Linked DNA regions of Mus musculus: region 2 is linked to region 1. Evidence: chromatin contacts called from public promoter capture Hi-C data. All regions are on one chromosome and are shown on one strand. The core of a region is the stretch at or near the end of the contact, and the rest is flanking DNA. Distances in the headings are between cores, read along the strand shown.

Evidence for each region. Promoter capture Hi-C pulls out the DNA fragments that hold promoters and counts their contacts.
Region 2: a promoter capture Hi-C map of macrophages shows a contact between it and region 1, with 6 read pairs. The contact joins the enhancer-like site here to the promoter of Prpf40b in region 1. A contact is called at or near these places in 11 of 39 promoter capture datasets (the 3T3-L1 cell line, the C10 cell line, embryonic stem cells and 6 more), 2 of 15 datasets of contacts at CTCF or cohesin (the NIH/3T3 cell line and pro-B cells), 2 of 484 Hi-C or Micro-C datasets (female germline stem cell-derived STRA8 germ cells and muscle stem cells), 8 of 115 datasets of contacts at active chromatin or transcription factors (the 230-238 cell line, the SCID.adh cell line, embryonic fibroblasts and 4 more) and 3 of 9 other capture datasets (adipose tissue, liver and pancreatic islet).

Annotation. Positions count from the first base shown.
Region 1 is chr15:99,292,374-99,298,782 of GRCm38.p6, forward strand. Prpf40b (pre-mRNA processing factor 40B) reads left to right here and starts at 2,865. Exons shown (of 26, transcript NM_001370635.1): 1 at 2,865-3,055. It also overlaps a transcript of Fam186b not described here.
Region 2 is chr15:99,328,422-99,334,920 of GRCm38.p6, forward strand. It overlaps Fmnl3 (formin-like 3), which reads right to left. Exons shown (of 27, transcript NM_011711.2): 4 at 6,433-6,499; 5 at 3,566-3,649; 6 at 859-1,011. Among named protein-coding and RNA genes, the nearest start is that of Prpf40b, 36 kb to the left of the region's middle. Within about 2 kb of position 1,825, at least 33 of the 459 cell types and tissues checked have an H3K27ac peak or open chromatin away from gene starts, as enhancers often do. A contact at or near this core is called in macrophages, where this site is marked.

The sequences.
Region 1 (6,409 bases), core at 1,615-4,114:
ATTCCTCAGGCTTGGGGAGGCCCACATCATCTGCAAGGTCTCTGTGAGGAGGGATGAGGGAATCCAGTGAGAAACGGGAGATGGTCCAGGAAACAAACCGGCAAGGCAGTTCTCCCATCCCTTCGAGTATCCATCAAAATAGGATCAGTAAGGGAATAGTAGCAGTGGATCAGGATATCTCCTTGGATTCCTTACCCAGTGAGAAGCAATGAGGCTGACAGAGGGATACACTGAAGAAACAAACAAACCAAAAACCAAAAACAAAACAACAACAAAACCAAAGAAACCAAAACAACAGCAACAGAAAATCCACTAGTTGTGAAAAATGGCTGTCTCCAGGGAGAAGATCAACGAGGCAAGCAAGGCTCTGCTCTTTGTCCTGAAATGCTTTCTATATTCATTTGACCTTTAAAAACAGTTGCCTGCTCATACTGTAATCCCAGCACTTGGGAGGCAGAGGCAGGAGTGTGAATTCAAGGCCAGCCTAGGCAATGTGTTAAATTCCAAGTCAATCTGGGCTACACAGCTAAACCCTACCTCAAAAAACCAAAGCCCCTAAACCACACAGTAACAACAACAAAACCGTGCTTTTGTGCTCTCTCTCTCCCCCCCCCCACTCCCCACTCCCCCCGCCCCGCCCCCCGCCCCCGCCTGTGTGTGTGTGTGTGTGTGTGTGTGCATGTGCCAATAGCCCAAGTTTTAAGTAGATCCACTCAGGTAAAACCAGATGCTTAACTATGCTGTGCAGAAAAAACATCAGGATGAATGAGAGTGAAGTAAAAATTGAGTTTATTAAGATAAAAAAGAGGGCTCAGAAGTTAAAGGTGATTGCTGCCAGGTCTCTCAAGAGCTTGCCTCCTTTATCTTCTCCCTGGAGACAGCCATTTTTGATCTCCTGGACCAGAAAGCATAGTCAAAGGAGAGAACTGGTATTTCACATACTTGTAACAACACAGGTCACACACACACACACACACACACACACACACACACACACACAAAGTGCCCCCCCCCCCCCCCCCAGACAGGGTTTCTCTGTGTAGCCCTGGCTGTCCTGGAACTCACTCTGTAGACCAAGCTGGCCTCGAACTCAGAAATCCACCTGCCTCTTCCTCCCAAGTGCTGGGATTAAAAGCGTGTGCCACCCCTGCCCGGCTCACAAAGTGCTTTTTAAAGGAGAGGCTGGAGAGATGACTCAGTGGGTAAAGACAATTGCCATCAGTCCTGATAACCTGATTAAATCCCCAGGACCCAAATTGTGGAAAGAGAGAAGTGACCCCAGAAAGTTGTCCTCTGGTTCCCACATGGGTGCAGTGAGCACACATGTGTCCCCCTCCGCCCCCCGATAAATAAATAAAATAAAAGCAAGAAAACATAAGGGAAAGAAGAGACTTTAGATTTTTTTTTAAGCTCGGTTTTGGTTTTATTTTGTTTTTGTTGTTTTGTTTTGTTTTGTTTTGTTTTGATACAGGGCTTCTTTGGGCTACACATTTCCCTGTGTATTCCTGGCTGTCCTCGAACTTGCTGTATAGACCAAGTTGGCCTCGAACTCAGAGATTTGCCTGCTTCTGCTTTCCAAATGCTCGATTAAAGGGGTACACCCACTACCACCTGACATACATTAGATTTAAAGTGCATCATGGATTTGTTATTTGAGATCACTTCAAGAAAGACAAATTAGATCTCAGGGGAAAGGGTTTCTTCCCCTCATGTCCGGCTTTTCATGACGTCCTGGGACATCATTTTAAAGATCAGGTCTCTCACTAGTCAGAAAACACAATGTAGGCTAGTTCGGCTAGCCGCTGAGCCCCAGGGATCTGTCTGCCTCTACAACTCAGTGCTGGCTTGAAGAATGAATATAAGAACTTTTAATACAACTATTGATAAAGCCAAATTGTCTATAGACATAAAGAGGTGTTTTCCTGAGTCAGGTTCAGAAACCTACAGAAGGAAACAGGCAACGTCTTGGTCTTTACCCCGGCTTTGGAGGGGTAAAGAGGTGCAATGCCTCCAACCAGGGCCAGCTGTACTAGCCCAAGAACTTGAGCATGCATGCCCATTAAGTAGCTTCGAGTTCCCTTATCTACATAACTGAACGTTTATCTCTCACTGTAGATGTTACAGAGGCAGATTCTGAAAGTAACCCAGCGCTAAGCGAGAGGCACGTACGCACTCATTTAGGGGATTTGTCGGCTTTGCCCGACACATACGGCTGCTGGCACAGGAGTTTAATTAATAGTTCTTGAATTAAGAAATTAAAACTAAAGCCGGGCGTGGTAGCGCACGCCTTTAATCCCAGCACTCGGGAGGCAGAGGCAGGCGGATTTCTGAGTTCGAGGCCAGCCTGGTGAGTTCCAGGACAGCCAGGGCTACACAGAGAAACCATGTCTCGAAAAAAACCAACAACAACAAAAAATTAAAACTAAAGAAAATACGCAGGGAAAAGAGCCGCTCTGTGAACCGCTGTAGTGCCCTCTGCGCGGGAGAAATTAATGGCTCGGTCCGGTCTGGGTGGTGGCCGCGGAGTCGCGGGCAAGAAGGGGGCTGTGAGCCGGGAGAGCCACGCCGCCCTGCGCAGCCAGCGCGCGGTCAGTCCCAGGCCCGCCCAGGCGCGCTCCGCCCCCGGGGGTGGGCCCAGGCGCGCCCCGCCCCAGGGGGCGGTCCCAGGATTCTGCGCACGTGGGGGCGGGGCCTGGCGCTCCGGGCCGGGGGCGGAGCCGGGCCGGGCACACCGGGCCGGTTGGGGGCTCCGCTCCTCGGCGAGAGCAACCGGAGCCCCGGCCACGAAGGGGTGCGACCCCCCCACTGGCCCCGCCCTCCCGGCCGAAGCCCGGCCAATCAGAGCTGTTTTTACTGGCGAGTGGGCCGAGCCGGCCCAGCTGCTCTGAGGCTCTGGCATGGTAACGTCCCCGCGCGGGGGTGGAGAGGCCCGGGGCTGTCTCACAGCGCCCCCTGCGGCCCGGGCTCGAGCCGGGGAGGCGGGAGGGCCGCCGGGGCACCCGGGACCCTGAGGGAGGGCGAGGGGACCGAGGGGTGAGGAAAAGAAGCCCTGTAGGTAGGTGGGGGCGGGGAGTGAGGGTAGAAGGGGCGGGGAGGCCATTATGGTGCATGGCGGGGGGCGGGGGGGCGGGTGCGACCGGGGGCTGAGGGGACGGAGAGCCTAGGCGCTGTGTGAGGAGGAGGAAGGGATGAAGTGAACGGTGGGTCTGTGGAGAAAGGTCGGGGGCGAAGGGAGGGCAGGCGATGGAAACCAGTTGCCAATCCTAGGCTATTTGGCGTGGCCCGTGCCCCTCCCCCAGACCCAGGCTTGTGCCTTTTGGAAGCCCCAGGTGCCCCTTTGGACCTTAGGGGACACCCTTCCTTACCCATCCGTTCTCAAAACCTGTCTCCCGAGGTTAGGAGGGACTTCTGAGGAAAGAGATGCTCCTGGTTTCCACCTCAGAACCGGAGTAGTCCAAGAAACGGAGGAGCAGAGGCCCCTGGGTCCCAACCCTGGCTCTGCCTTCAGACAGACTGTGGTAACTCTGTGTGACCTTGGGCAAGTCACTACCTTTCTCTGGGCCTTGAATTTCCCATTGACTTTTAAAAAGGAAAATGGGCAGTATGATAAACGGACTCTCCATCCGTTGCAGAAGGGGGCGGGATTTGAGGAGGGAATTCAGGCGAAGGGGTTCTAGGATGCGTCAAGCAGGAGGATGTTGGAGTGGAGACCTTCAGCTTGACTGGGGAAAATTTCTCGGGATTTACGGATAAGAGATTTAAAGCTTGCAAGGCTGGGTCCTGGCAGGCCTGGGCCTTGGGAATCCCGTTGGAGAAATGGGAGAACTCTATAAATAGAGGAAGTTGAACCCTGGAAGTTCAAAAACGATGAGAACCAGAAGTAACAACATTCTGTTTCTTCGGGAGAGTGAAGAGGTGATGGAGGATCAGAAGCAAAATGTTGTATTCTAGAAAGATCTCTAGGCTCTTTGTGGGGAGCAGAAGAAATGCTAGGGCTTACACACCAGAGTAGAGGCTAGGAAGTAGGTGGGGGAGGGGCTGGACCTATTTGGGCTCTGCAGGTCAGTGGAGACAACAGGGTGCTAGAGCTCAGCTGTTCTTTGCAGCGCTCTGCATTGAACCTAGGGCCTTGTTAATGCCGGCAAGAACTGTAGTGCTGAACTACTCTGCCAACCCCGTTTCTTTTTGATGATGGCTGCCTCTCTTTGAGAAATATGCCTCTTAGCCTTCATTTTCTTACAGTTCCTTTGGTGAATAAGTCAGTCCAGGCCTACCTAGGATCACCTGGTTGTCTCAGAATCTCAGGATTGGGATTAAAAAAAATGAGGCTAAGAAATGTCATCTGTGCCATCCTTCTTTCTGGGAGGCAGCTTTATGGGGTCGGACTGCTTGGATTCCAAACCTGCCTCCGCCGTTTAATCTCTGAGAACTGTAGCCACGAAGTAACCTGTTAGAACCCCAGCTTCTCCATGAAATGGGGATACTTTCTCAGAAGGTTGTGAGGATTAAATGGACATGTGGTGTGACTCTGGCTCATAATATGCACCCAGCAAACATTACTGTTAGCCGTGATCTCTGTTCTCTTCCCTGTCTCTCTATTTTTGTCTTTTTCCCTGTTCTTCTGAGTGCTCAGTTCTGAGCTACCCCTTAGATCTGAAGGCTGAGAATTGATTACATCTTGTATCAGGATGCTTCCATTGGTCTCCCTGAATATATGATGACTAGATGGCCAATAGTCTCAGTATTGACTCTCCCCTGCCCTACAATGTGTGTTCTGTTCCGGGGAAGACTGACAAATCTGCTTGTCTTTAGCTTTCTTTCTACTGTCCTTTTGCACTGGTCACTTCAGAGTCCACTCAGAAGTGTTACCGTCCCAAAGTTGTATTGGTATTGCAGCAGGTGAGAGGAGCAGAAAAGAAAGGACAGCACAGGGGGAGGGAGGGAAGACTCTAAAAGGTCCATGGTCATTTCCATTCATCCCATCCCTCTGTCTTCCCTGGGTAACTGAGTAAAATGGGCCAGGGTTTGAATTCTGTCCAGAAGTCTCCATACAGTTAGCTTTCTATCATGTAACTTTTCCCATATGAGTATTTGATACCTGCTGCCTTCCACCAAGGTAAAGGATCTCTATTTTACATGTTTCTATTACCGATTATACTCAAGAGAATTTACACAAACAAATGAGTGCAAACAGTATTTTAGGTAGTATCCAAAAATCCACCAAGGTTAGGGATGAGATGGTGTCATCAAAGCACTTCAGGTGGAGGGCCACCCTGTCTAGACAGTTGGGGAGTTTGAGAAAGAGAAAACCTAGGCTGTCGAGATGGCTTAGTGGCTTAAGTGCTTGCTGCAATGGCAGAAGGATTGGAGTTCAGATCCCCAGAACATACAAAATGCTCAGCTCCTTGTAATTCTAGCCTTTAGTGCAGAGACTGGATCACCAGAGTATGACAGCTAGTGAGACTGGCTTTATCAGTGAGCTCCGAGTTTGGTTGGGAGACCTGGCTCTCCCCAAGGAATAGGGTAAAAGATTGATGAAGGATAAAGGATAATTCCTAACATCAGCTTTGGGCCTCTGCATGCTCATGTGCCTCCCATGTCCTCAGACATTATGAAATGGGGAAAGAAAGAAAGCTCACTTCCAAAATGTAGCACACTGGATTGGAAAGGCAGGCACTCTCAGAAGCCCAGTAAACATTCACAGAGGTACAAGCGACTGCCAAGTGGTGTGCTTGGTCCTAAGAGGACAGAGTGTGTGGGTGTGCGGGTGTGGGTGCTCGGGTGTGCGGTAATGTGAAAGTAAAACAGAGTGAACTTTGGATCATCTTGAATAAAATGAGAGAAATCTAACAATTCCTGTACAGAAAGTTAACTAGGAAGCCCTGGCCTCAGGATGGGCCAGATGTGGAACTGCCTGTAGCGAAAGGCTTTGGATGGTAGATGAAGAGAAAAAAGTATTTATTTATTTATTATTATTATTATTTTTTTAGATAGTGTTTCCTCCGTGTAGTCCTGGCTCTCTTGTAACTCACTCTAGAATCTGTGGTCTTGAACTCAGAAATTCACCTGCTTCTGCCTCCCAAGTTCTGGGACTAAAGGTGTATGCCACCATGCCCAATTTACTAATTTATATATTTATTTTGAGATAGGGTCTCCCGCTGTAGCTTTGGCTGTCATGGAACTTGATTCAAGATAGCCTTGAATTTTCGGAGATCTATCTGCCTTTGCCTCCAAACTTAAAGGCATATGCCAAATTAAGAACACCTGACTCTAAGTCGAGGAATTTTATAGGGCAGGCAGTAGGCACCACTGTTTATTCTTAAGATGAGGTTTGAATCTTGATGATTTAGTCACTTTCAGGGAAGGTTGGTATGAAAACACTGCTTTCTGTGGCAGGCACTGTGCTTCT
Region 2 (6,499 bases), core at 575-3,074, 35 kb after region 1:
GTTTTGAGGAATTTGTAGTTCTTGGGGTAGGTCACAAAGATATGCTCGTTTAGTTACATCTTTGGCACATTCAGTGGGGCAGGTGAGTCTTTGTGCTCATCTCATTCTCAAGTCCCCCAAAGGCAGAGCAGAAAACACAGGCCTTATGAAGGCTCAGGCTATGCCTGGCTCTGTATCATCTCTCTACTGCCTTAATGCTTTGTGAGAGGGGGAAGCACATACAGAATCTGCTCCTGCAAGACCAGAATGATGAGCAGTGTCCATGACACAAAATCCGAGAAGAGAAGAGTCACGAGAGAGACACAGGTCAAAGGAAAGGCTACGGATCTACAAGGACAGCCTCTGAGTAACAGGGCCTCTGCAAAGTGATCCAGTCCACCACAGGACCGCTCTTGTGAAACCACAGACAAAAGAAGGCACAACTTTGGAGAGAAAAGACCTGAAGGGGAAAGGGAAGGGAAAGGAAGGAGCCAGCGCGTAGCTGGGGCTGTTCTCTACGAGCTGATGGGAAAAGAGAGAGTTAAGGGGGAAATGGGTTTGGGGGCAGGAGCTGAACTGGCCAGTAAAGCCCAAGCCCTGCCTGAGGTCAGGAAGGAATGGCTAGGAGAGAGTGAGGACGGGGAAGGGGACAGCTGGAGCATCAGGGGGGACAGAGGAGGACCATGTACTTACCCAGGACAGACCGCTGGGCAGAGTCAGGGAGAGAGAGGACAGATCAGAGACAGGCGAACAGGCAGAGGGCAAGAGAGCTGAGCCTGGAAGCAAGAGTGGAGGGGGGAGCGTAAGCACTCACCGGGTCACCAAGACCGGGGCTGGGGCTGGGGTGGGAGGCAGGGGGCAGAGTAAGCGCGCACATACCGGAGCACGGACTGACGCGCAGAGCGAGCGAGGCTGTTGGTGAAGGGGGCCGACAGGGCGTTGGGCGGTTGCAGGTCCTCGATTGACCTGCTCCAGGACCGGAGCTTGTCAAATGCACCGTCATCACCACTCTCCAGACCCTCAAAGTCAAACCTAGAGCATGAGAGGACACGCACATGCACACACGCAGGCACATATACAAGGGAAGTTCTGTGCCAAGCCCCCAGCAAGCCCATCTCCCCCTCTTCAGGCCTCTGTGGCAAACAAAAAGCAGGGGCAGCAAGAAGAGGAGACAGAGTTAGGCATGGGAGACCTGATCCTGGTTGGAGCTACCAACGTAAGGCAGGGCAGAGGAGGCCTGGACAGCTCTAGGAGAGGGGAGTCTCAAGTCTTCTCCATGGCCCAAGGGCTGTGAGGGCTGGCAGGCTTCCTGTGCTCCCAGCCTCAAATGGGACATCTTAAATCACCATGACTCTACTTAAATATCTGTACCAAAGATGCTGGAGGGAAATGAGCCAACTGCAGGTCCTACTCAGTGGCCAGTGGCAGTGACCAAGAGACTCCGAGCACCCTAAAGTAGCCCAGCTCATCAAGAGCTGGACAGGTCTGAAAAGAAAAGAATTAGGATTCTGAAAAGCCAGAGGTGGCCCTTTAAGCTCAGCCAGTACACCACTGTCTCACACTACTAACTGCCTTCTGTGGTTTGGCTTGTTTAGCTTTGTCAGTGCTGAGGAGTGAGCCAGGGGTCTCCTGCCAGGCCAGTATGCTCATAGGAGGTCTCCTAGTGAGCTACATCCCAGGCCTAGCTCTCTTAATGGTGGATGTTTTATGACTGAGGCTTCTATGTCTTTCTCCTCATCTTCAGCTTCCCTGGAACTGGGAGCTGAGAACTGTGAAGAGGGAGGTATTCTAGCCCCTGAGGAAGTGAGTGTTGTTTCTGGTTACTTCCTGCAACAGGTCTGTTACCATAAGTAGCAGTGTCCAGAGCAAAGAGGTCAGCTGACATCACACAACACTCTCTTACATCCCCAGCCCCTATCTCACTGGTCCCTCCTGCCCTGTACCCCAGCCTCTAAGAACTGGGGCATATCTCCCAAAGGCTTTCCCCCATAGGACATTTTGCCCACTGTGAACGCCCAGTGTCAAAGGCTGGGGCTTTCTGGAACAAAGGGTACCCACAGAGGAGAGGCTGCCAGGGTCAGGAGGTGTCCTGACAGGTGGCATGTAACAGGGTGACCCAGCCATGGATCACCCCTTTCCTCTCGAGCCATTCCAAAACACTGTCTCTTGCTCCCTGGACTCTACTTTCAAAGGCACTGACTGCCCTGGACACCAAAGTGTAGTCTTGGTTTGGAGCAATGGGATTGTTTGCTTTTTCAAGAAAGACAGGCATATTTGGGGAAATGATCTATATCTTTTTACTATAAAAGTTCTGAACTAAAAATTCACTTAAGCAAAACTTCCCCATTTTTTTCTATAAAAAGATTATTTAAAGGGACAGGAGAACCGTGAAGTAGGACTTCCACAGAGATGTGGATGGGAAGCAGGTTACTCTGGCTTTAAAGAGAATGACCTGCAAGTGGGATGGGAAGCTAAACCTGGGAGACATTGCTAGGTCCCCTGGAGGAAACACACTGGACCAAGAAGAGCCATAAGGGCAGGGACAGTGGACAAGCAGATGTCTAGGCAAGGTCCAAGGCTCAAGACCCGGATTTCTGCAGACTAGGGACTTTCAGTTCGGGACCCATGGGAAGCTGAGAGCAAACCTGGACTGTCCTCCTTAGGCTGACTTGTCTAACTAAAGTGTAAGCCTGCATATGCTGCTAACTTCATTTACTATCACAGTTAGCCTTCTTTCTCTATGTCCAAAGATTAGAGGCAGGCTTATCACCTGGGTGATAACTAACAGCAGAGCAGCCACCAGGGGAGGAGGCTAAGAGGGATACACACCTTCCCATCTAATTTGTTTAGTCAGGAGGACAAAGGTACCTGAGGTTCCACAGATAGTGCACAACACAACTTTGACTCCAAAAGCTCTCATTCACTGCACCTCACCATGCTTGCTCTCCTGTGCTAACCAACAGCTAACTCCCTCCATATGAAAAGGATGTCTTGAAAATGCTCCCAAATACTTATTCGATCTGTTCGGGTCGAAGGTCACCACGCTCACTGGCCTTCCTCAACAATAGGCCTATAGTCACCCTCTCACATCTCAGGGCCCAAGCTGCCTCATGAAGACTCAATGTTGTTGAAATGATGAAACCCTAAGGAGCCTGTCTCCTGAGGATCCAGGCTATTTCCTGGAGGTCCTGCAGCCTGGTACTTGGATCACTTGGCTTCTGACTCCAAGCTCCCTTGCCGGACTGTTCTCTTCATGCTCCCTAGAACATGTCTTCTACTCCAGCTAACTTTCCAGTCCTTGCTGATGCCTGCTATTCCCTTGTCTTGCCTGCTCATGTCTGCAGCAACACTTGAGCTACTTCCTCCTGCTCTGGGGATGCCCATGCCCACCTTCTCTGTTGGAATCTCACTCTTCCTTTTTCTTTCCCACCCCACATTTCCCCCATGCTGGAGCCTGACACCTCAGCCTCAGCACATGGCAGGCAATGCTCTGCTGGCTTGCATTCCCAGCCCTCATCCTTCTTCTAAATAGATGGGGACTGTCTGCTTCCCAGTGAGTCCCCAACCTTTGCCCTGTGGTACTTACATGACAGAACACTGGGCAAATGACAGGTAATCCACCAGCACGTCCAGGCCTTTGTTCTCATCATTGAGAAACTCCCTCACCCACCTGCAGATACAGCAAACACAGTGGATGTAGTGTGCAAACTGGCTTGGTTTGGTGGAGGCTCTGACCCAGCAATCTAGCCCTCAATAAATTTGCTCTCTTGCATGCTACTGGAACCTACTATCAGGCTGAGAAAATCCTGAAAACCATAACCTATGACAGGCCCCTATGTGGTCATGCTGCCAGCCTGGACTTCCCAGAGGCAGGAGAATACATCACAAATGGGCTTCAGCCAGATGAGATTCTAGCCAGTCTCTCCTCTTGGGCCAGGTTATAACCCCATTATTTCCTGTGTCCCTTTGATCTGATACAATGCTAGGCATGAAGTCCTTTTCCACCATGTGCTGGAGGAATTGGGGAGGCATCCAGAGCATTCACCACTCACAGAGCTGGGCCTGGAAAAGCCTGCAAGTCCCTAGTGCCATAAATCTCAAAGAGAGCCTTACAGGGCCAGAGGGCTCACCGCTGAGTTCAATTTTGAGAAGCAATGAGCAAAGATGGTTGTGAGAGTTCTGTGTTCGGCTGGAGTGGGTCCGGCAGAACCAAAAAAGCTTAGGGAACATACACGCTCCAGTCATGGCTCTCCCAGGAAGATGGCAATGTGGAAAGGCAGGCAGGTGAGCAGACAGGAGGACAATGACCTGGGGCATTTTTGCTTTCCCTTTGGCCTATGCTAACTCTGGAATAAAAGTGAAGAGCAAACTCCCTTAGAATTGGTGGGGGGTTGTGACAGGTCTATTTCAGTGCAGAGACATTAAACCCCTCAGGATGGAAGCCTTGTTCTCCTGAGTACTCTAGTCCTCCTGAAATGTCCATGGAACTACATAGTCCAGCTGTGTCCAAACTGCCCTGCAGGGCTGTGTCTACCCCACAGCTGGAACACCAGCTCCATCCTGGCTAGCCACACCCGCAGCTGAGAGGCTGGCGCTAGAGCACCAGGCTTGGCTGATTTGCCAGCAAAGCTCCAGCTGAAGCTGACACTGGAGCTGCCTCAAGTTAGCTTCCTCTCTGGGGGCCGACAGGCCTCCCATTTCCTGTCTGTCTGCTCTCCAGCTCCCCACCCCCTTCTCATTTCCTGTCTGAGTCTACACTGCTATTTTAGGGATCCTGACACTTTGAGGGGAGGTTAAAGGGCACTTTGACAAGGCAGAAAACCAATACAAACCACAAGAGCTAGAGGGCCCTGGAATCCTACTCAGGCAGCCTCAGCCCAGAGCAAGAGACCCCATACACCGCGGGCCTCACTCCTGCAGGACCCCGTCCATCTGGCTGTAAGCAAAGCAGGATCCCCTTCTCACTTGGTCCTGGCCTCCTTCCACCCCTGACTAGCCTGACAAGCTTCCTGAAGAGAAGGATCCTGTCTCCTCATAGAACTACCCAGAGAAGCCTCAGATTAGATGGCACGGGCTTAACTCTTCCCTGGGAACCAAGGGCTGGGTCTAGACCTCAAACTTGTGAGCCAATGCTAAGAAGCCCTGGGGCCTGGAACTGTGCTAACCACAGGGGACTGTTTCTTTGTGCTCCTCTGCCAAGGAGAGCAGACCCCCCATCCTCCCACCAGTTACAGCAGGACTTAGAGAAGACGGCAAGGCCTGAGAGAGGCCCGGGGTGCTCAGGACTGCCACAGTGTCACTCTCAACCACACACAAAGCCTAAGTGATGCACTCTCCTAGTTTTCCTTCTGTGAGATTCTTAAGGGTGGGAGTGGGGACAGCAGGGTTTGGCCACACCTTTCTTGGTGGCTTTCCATGTCTGGGTCACAGATGACTGTAGTGTGGAAGCCATGCTTTGGCTACCACAGCGCAGCTCCCAACACCAGGAAGGGTCCCTTTCCTGTCCTCTCCTGTGCTGCTTCCCTTCTGAGTGCTGTTGCAGCTGGCTACATACAGATGTCCTCTCCCTCTAAAGGGGTCCAGGCACATCAGGCCTGGGGCAGACACGTAGGCTGCGCTTGACAAAAGAGGAAAAGCTGGTGATGTCAGTGGCTCTTTCCACCTTACTCTCAGAAAGCTCAGGGACGCAGGCTGGCATCTACCCAGAAACCCACTTCACCCTTCACTGCTCTCACTGAGGCACCCCTACCTGAAGTGCTGCGGTCTTAGTTCACTGTCCCTTCTGTGTGGCCACTCTTTCCAGTTGTTTCTTACTCTTGCTGGAACAGCTTCATGGGACAGAGGCGCTGTACTCTCCCTGAGCCTCAGCATCAGCCCTTAGCTTCCTCAGCAACCCCTGGTTCCCTGATCAGGCTGAAAGTCTTGCACAGACCCTGGGGCCCACTCAGCGCACTGGCAGCAATAGGATCTGTGAGCACGGGAGACAGCCAACGCCTGATCCTGTCTTACACCTCCAGTGCTTTAGGAAGCCTCTTCTGCTCATGTACAAAGATTATTTTCTTTCAAACAAATAAGTAATCTCTATACCAAAAAATCTAACTAGTCACCAATTAGTAACTAATTTCATTGTTCAATATAATACATCTCACGTCCCAACCTTTGCCAGGCCTTTCTTGGCCCAGTACCAGACCACAGGCAGACTCTGGTCTCAGCTGCTATGGGAATGTCTTCCAGTCAAAGCCACAGGACCCCAAGAGAGGCCCCAAGCTTGCCAGAAGTAACCGGTCAGCAGCTGGCAGTACAGAAGGGCAGAAAAGCCAGAAATGGCACGTCTAAAGCTCTGTGGAGCCAGATGCTATTCATGGCCGGAAGGATAAACCAAAAAAGGGGACCCAAACCTGTGTGGGAGGCAGTGTCTGGTGTCAGGGAGAGCAGATGACAAACCTGACTTACCCAATGTGATTGGTGCGAAGTGAGATCTCCAGCTCCCGTAGGACTTTAGTGGACTCCTGCACTCTCC